Regions from separate parts of the Mus musculus genome. Here region 1 is linked to region 2. The links are chromatin contacts, called in public promoter capture Hi-C maps. All regions are on one chromosome and are shown on one strand. Each heading gives the region's core, a stretch centred on a gene start, on an enhancer-like site or on the middle of the called end of the contact. The rest is flanking DNA. Distances are from core to core; before and after follow the strand shown.

Region 1 (2,817 bases), core at 114-2,613, 660 kb after region 2:
CCTCTTTAAGAAACAAGGACAACAGAGGTCACACCATCCCCTGGACAATCCCTGTTCCTTCCTCTCTGGAGCTAGAACTCAAGACCCAAGAACCAGGCTCCTTCAGAGCCACCGGCACCATATACCCCTCGGCTCTTGGCTCCTCCTCTCTCTGAAGTTCCTCACGTGTCATAGTTTTCACCTTTCCATAACATCTGGAAGAAAATACGGATGGTTTTGGGATAGAGGAGACCACCTGGCAGATAGCTGGGTCTCAAAGGAAAAGGGGAGACAACATGGGACTAGAGAGAGAGGGGTGTCACCCTCCTGTCCTCAGCCCAAGTATTCAAGATGGCGCTTCAAGTCACCAGCCATGCATGGGGACTCAGAGCATAGGACGGAAAACATTCGAATGGAGACATGTTTATTGAGAAAGCTGTTTTCAAAGGAATAGAGGCCAGAGGTTAAGAAAGAAGGAGAACTGGAGAAGAGGGTTAAAGGTGAATTCATGATTTTGGAAAGGTGAACGGTTGAGTGAATGGGAGGGCAGTGAGGGGGGTAGGTAGATGGAAACATGGAAGGAGAAATACAGGTTAGCTCTGAAAGCATAGAGAAACCCCAAGCCCAGAGGCACAGTCTGTTTGAGGGTCCCACTGAAGCCTCTCAGGAGCCTGATGGTGGCTGATCGAGTGCAGCCAGGATAAACCTTCACACCTCCACTTGGGAAACCCAGTGGCCCCAGGCAGAGGAAAGAACCCCCAAATGACCAGGCTGGTGTCTGGCCCACTGACCACAGCCCTTCTCACCTCCCCCTACCTGAGGGGCTCAGGCAGGGCAGGCCCTGCCCCACCCCCCTGATTTCAAACACAAATGAGTATCTGGAAGTAAGTTAAGAATGGGGGTGAGCGGGAAAGGCCTAGGAGCAGACCAGCATCGAATCAATTAATGGGCGTTCTTCCGAGCCCGGTGCACGCTTTGCCTTCAATTAGCGGATCTCGCCGGCCCCTGCTGCAGGCCCGGAGCCTCCGCCGCGGAAACTTTCTCCTTCTTGTTTTAATCTTTCACCGAGCCCGGCCTTTCGCCTCCAGCCCATCTAATTGAAACTAATCTTCGCGGGCAAGGCCTGTCTCTCCTCCTAATCCTCCTCCGAGGAAGTTCACATGGTCCCAATTACAACCACACCGGCCCCCTTTATTCCCGCCCTCGTCTCCCTCTGCCAGCCTCATTTTTTGAAAGTCTGCGTTATTAACTCCATGCTTTCGAGTTCCTGCCCGTCACGGGCCGCAAGATGCTATCGCTGGCTGCCGATGGATAAGGTTACCACGAAAGCATTTTGTGGGTTACGTTTCACACAAAGGCGATAGAGGGCATGATAGCGCAGAACCGGTGAGCTCCGAGGGGGAGGGGGCCGGCACTGCCAGCCCTGGGCCTCAGATCCCCTGCTTGCAACCTGCAGGCTGGGGAGCCCAGAAAGGGCTCTGGAAGCATCCTGGAGGAGCAAAGAGGGAAGAGGGGCATCGAGTATCCCCAGAGAGCACATTACCCCACCGCCAAGCCATATGGTCCCAAGAGGCCCCCCGCTGGAGGGCTGCAAAGTGGGAGATGGGGGTCCCTTGAGCTGGCTCCACATTACAAGGCAAACGGAAATCCTACATTTCCAGGCTGTCGAGAATGTCAAGTTTCCGTGCTCCAGGCTGGAATCCCACCAGCACCGTGTGGGCACGCTGGTTATCGTGGCTGATCAAACCTCAGATTGGCAGCTTGGGATGTCTCTGATTAGTTTTTTTTTTTCTAAAGAAACTGAAATAATCATTAGTTAATGAAGACATCTGGGCCCAAATTCCAGAACTACGGGAGAGAAAGCAACGAAATGGACCACCACAGGGTGACCCCGTGGGTGAGGAGGGAGGGTCTGAGCTGACCAGTCCCCAGACCACAGGCCAACTGATGAGGCAGTGAAGTACTTCCATGAAGGCCTAAGTTTAACCCTCAACCCCCATGTAAAAAGCTTGACATAGTGGCACTATGGAGGGGCAGCGGTGAGTAGGAGGGAGATCCCTCGGGCTTGCTGGTCAATTAGTAAAGCCAAATCAGAGGGCTCCAAAGAGATTCTATCTCGGAAAGTAAGGAGGAAAGTAATAAAGAATGACACAGATACTGACCTGTAACCTACATGCTCACTCACACTCACACACTCACACACACTCACACACACTCATATACACACACTCATACACGCTCACATACTCACACAGTCACATACATGCTCACACATACTCATATACACACACTCACATACACACACACTCACACACTCATATACACATACTCACACACTCATACACACACACTCACATACATACACACTCACACACTCACTCACATACACACACACACTCTCACACACTCCCATATACACACTCACATACACTCACACACATACACACACTCTCACACTCACTCACACACACTCACATACACACACATTCTCACACTCACACACTCACACACACTCACACACACTCATATACACACACTCATACACGCTCACATACTCACACAGTCACATACATGCTCACACATACTCATATACACACACTCACATACACACACACTCACACACTCATATACACATACTCACACACTCATACACACACACTCACATACATACACACTCACACACTCACTCACATACACACACACACTCTCACACACTCCCATATACACACTCACATACACTCACACACATACACACACTCTCACACTCACTCACACACACTCACATACACACACATTCTCACACACACACACTCACATACACACACCAATGCATGTACA
Region 2 (2,845 bases), core at 143-2,642:
CACATGCCCTGGAAGTCGCTTTAGTGCAGCTAGTGGCGTTGCAAGGGAGGTGGGTTGGAGCAGACCGAATCTCTCTCGAACTCGAAAGCCTGACCTGGTGTTAGGCCAATAGCTACGAGGAGTAATTATTTGCGAGCTGCAGATTAGAGACAAAGATGAATACCAAGCAAGAGTTTGGGACTGGTTGGGAACAGAAAATGCCAGGACGCTGGCCGCGCACTCTGCAGATCCTCTCCGAATGGTGCAAGCACCGCCATTCATTCATTCATTCATTCATTCATTCATTCATTCGTGGAAATTAGATGCAGCGGTGCGGAAGAGACTGGGAGCTATGAGCTGGACCGAGCAATACTAGATTCCGGTCTTTCAGAATTCGGAACTTAGCTCCAAAGGCAGTGGCTGAGCCTTAAGTGATCCTCTGAAGCTTTGGGTGCAGACAGGAACATCCAACCTCCCGAATGACACCGGAATGGGGAGCCTTGTGGGGCACAGGACGCGGGGTGCTGCGCGAGGGAGGGAGCAGAGCGCTTTGGGGAGCGATCCTGGTCTGAAGTCCAGTTGGTGCTGTATTCTACGTGCCCACCGAGGCTGCCGTCCCGGGTACCGAGCCACACCTCTGAATCAAGTCCACACTCTAACTAGAACCTCCAAAAAGGTGAGGCGACCCACGAGATCCACATGCCTTCGAATTCGTTCCGCCACAGACCTGAGAAGCACTTGAACGTCACGAGGTCACGCTGCAGGTGGTCGCTCTCAGGAAAACCTCAAAGCAAACCTATATTTATACTTATACGTGGAAAATACTTTGCTTTGTTCTGTTTGAGAAAGGGTCTCACGCAGCCCTGCATAGCCTCCAACTCTATAGGTAGCGAAGGATGCCCTGAACATCTGCGTCTCTGGTTTCAGGTGTAGGATTTTTTTTTTTTTTTTAATGCAAACCATCGTGCGGGGTTTATGCGATGCTGCGGACCAAAACCTGGGTTTCATATATGCTAAGCAATCATTTTGCCAATAGAACCGCACTCTCAGCTCCTGTAACAAAAAATTTGTTATCTACTAAAGAGGTGTATCGAAATACGACTATATACTTACACATAAATACGCATTTACATGTAAATAAATGTATGTTCACAAGTACAGAGGTCTAGTTACAACCTGAATTTCAGATAAGGGAGTCTTTTAGTCTAAGTATGCCCCGGGTAACTTTTGGGAACATATTTATTTTGTGATTTATCTGAAGTCAGAATTCAGCCTTCCGTTTCGGGATTTGCAGGGAGATCCGCTATAGCGCAAAGGCGCTCAGCCCCTTTAAGACTCAAACTCGGACTTCCCGCCCCACAATGCCGCGCGGCCGCTTGAGGCTCCCATTGGCTGCTGCTCGCTTCCGCCCCTGTACTTCCGGCCGCTGCCTGGGGCGGTTGCGGGAGGTACTTCGGAGCCGGGCTGGCCCGGGCTGGCCGTGGCCATGAACTTCTCGGAGTCATTCAAGCTCTCGGGCCTGCTCTGCAGGTTCTCCCCGGACGGCAAGTACCTGGTGAGCTGCGGCGCGCTGGGCGGAACCTAAGTGTGGGCGCGCGACTTGTGCACGGGGCCGGGGCGGGCCGAAGGGGGGCGGGAAGGGGGCCCGAGCCGGGCGGCCGCGGGGACTCAGGCTGGACTTAGGGGGCGGGGTGGGAGGTGGGAGAGGGAGGCAGGCAGAGGGGTTTCAGCCCAGATGAGGGAGAACCAGATGATTAGAGAGAACGAACCTGAAGCCGAAGAGGGATCCAGGCCAGCCAGGCTGGGGGATCCTGGCAGGTGACCAGGGTGGAGAAAGAGGACGTGGAGCAGAGTGGGGATGGAGTTGGGGTTGCTATTCTGGCAGGTGGTCAGGGTTAGGAAGGAGGTCTTGGAGCAGGTGGCCAGGGCTGGGTGGGTGCCAGGCTCCCGGCTCCAGTTTCCCTTCATCAAAGTTGGATAAGATGACTCTGCTTTCACACATTTGAGGGCACAGGGGATGGCAGCTCATTGCTATTTTGTATGTTTTCTGTGAGCGAGCTGGTTAAACGGGGCCCTCCTTTGTGAAACTCGTCATAAGCAAATGGTTTAAATAACTAGCTTTCATTGCCAGGGTTGGATGTTAGCTGTCTATTCTTTGGGTGGCAGAATAGTGTTCAGATGGGTGTTTCAAGGTACGCCAACATGACCATTGTGCATTTGTAGAAGGCTGACGTTAGGAAGCCATCAGGGAAAACTCAAGTCTTATTTTAAAAAACTGTGGTTCCGTGCCAGTCGGGTAGCTTGGCTAGTAACGGTACCTGCCACCAAACCTGATGACCTGAGTCCCAGCTCTAGGACCCACTTAATGGAAGGAGAGAACTGTCTCCTGCATGTTGTCCTCTGGCCTCCACATAAGCCGTAACTAGTGCCTGACCCTTCTCACATACAAATGCAATCCTAATTTTTAACAAGTTTTCTTTGATTAATCTATCATTCTCTTTTTAACTGACTGATACCATTGATTGATTGATTGACTGATTGACAGGGTTTCTCTGTAGCTCTGACCAGGTTGGCCTTGAACTCAAAGATCTGCCCCTTGTCTCCTGAGTGCTGGGATTAACGGAGCATGCCACCATGCCTGGCTGTCTTGATTCTCAGTTCACACCCCTGCTGTGTTTGTCCAGGCTTTTGAGACATCCTTTACCCTCCTTATACACATCATCCTAACAATGTAGGAAGTGTCAGGGTAGGACCTGCTTAGCAGGGAAAGGTACTGCCATGCAAGCCCGAGGACTTGAGCTCCGGCTCGGGAACCCACGTAAAGGTGGGAGGAGACCATCAGCCTCGCACACATTGATACATTTTA

Evidence for each region. Promoter capture Hi-C pulls out the DNA fragments that hold promoters and counts their contacts.
Region 1: a contact with region 2 is called in a promoter capture Hi-C map of second pharyngeal arch cranial neural crest. The contact joins the enhancer-like site here to the promoter of Wrap73 in region 2. A contact is called at or near these places in 5 of 39 promoter capture datasets (the 3T3-L1 cell line, cranial neural crest, embryonic stem cells and 2 more), 5 of 115 datasets of contacts at active chromatin or transcription factors (embryonic basal ganglia, embryonic forebrain, embryonic stem cells and 2 more) and 1 of 9 other capture datasets (embryonic stem cells).

The regions. Positions count from the first base shown.
Region 1 is chr4:154,801,223-154,804,039 of GRCm38.p6, forward strand. No RefSeq gene overlaps it. Among named protein-coding and RNA genes, the nearest start is that of Ttc34, 35 kb to the right of the region's middle. RefSeq lists an enhancer at 679-1,928. Within about 2 kb of position 1,364, at least 12 of the 459 cell types and tissues checked have an H3K27ac peak or open chromatin away from gene starts, as enhancers often do. A contact at or near this core is called in second pharyngeal arch cranial neural crest, where this site is marked.
Region 2 is chr4:154,140,980-154,143,824 of GRCm38.p6, forward strand. Wrap73 (WD repeat containing, antisense to Trp73) reads left to right here and starts at 1,393. Exons shown (of 12, transcript NM_021499.2): 1 at 1,393-1,534. The coding sequence starts at 1,466.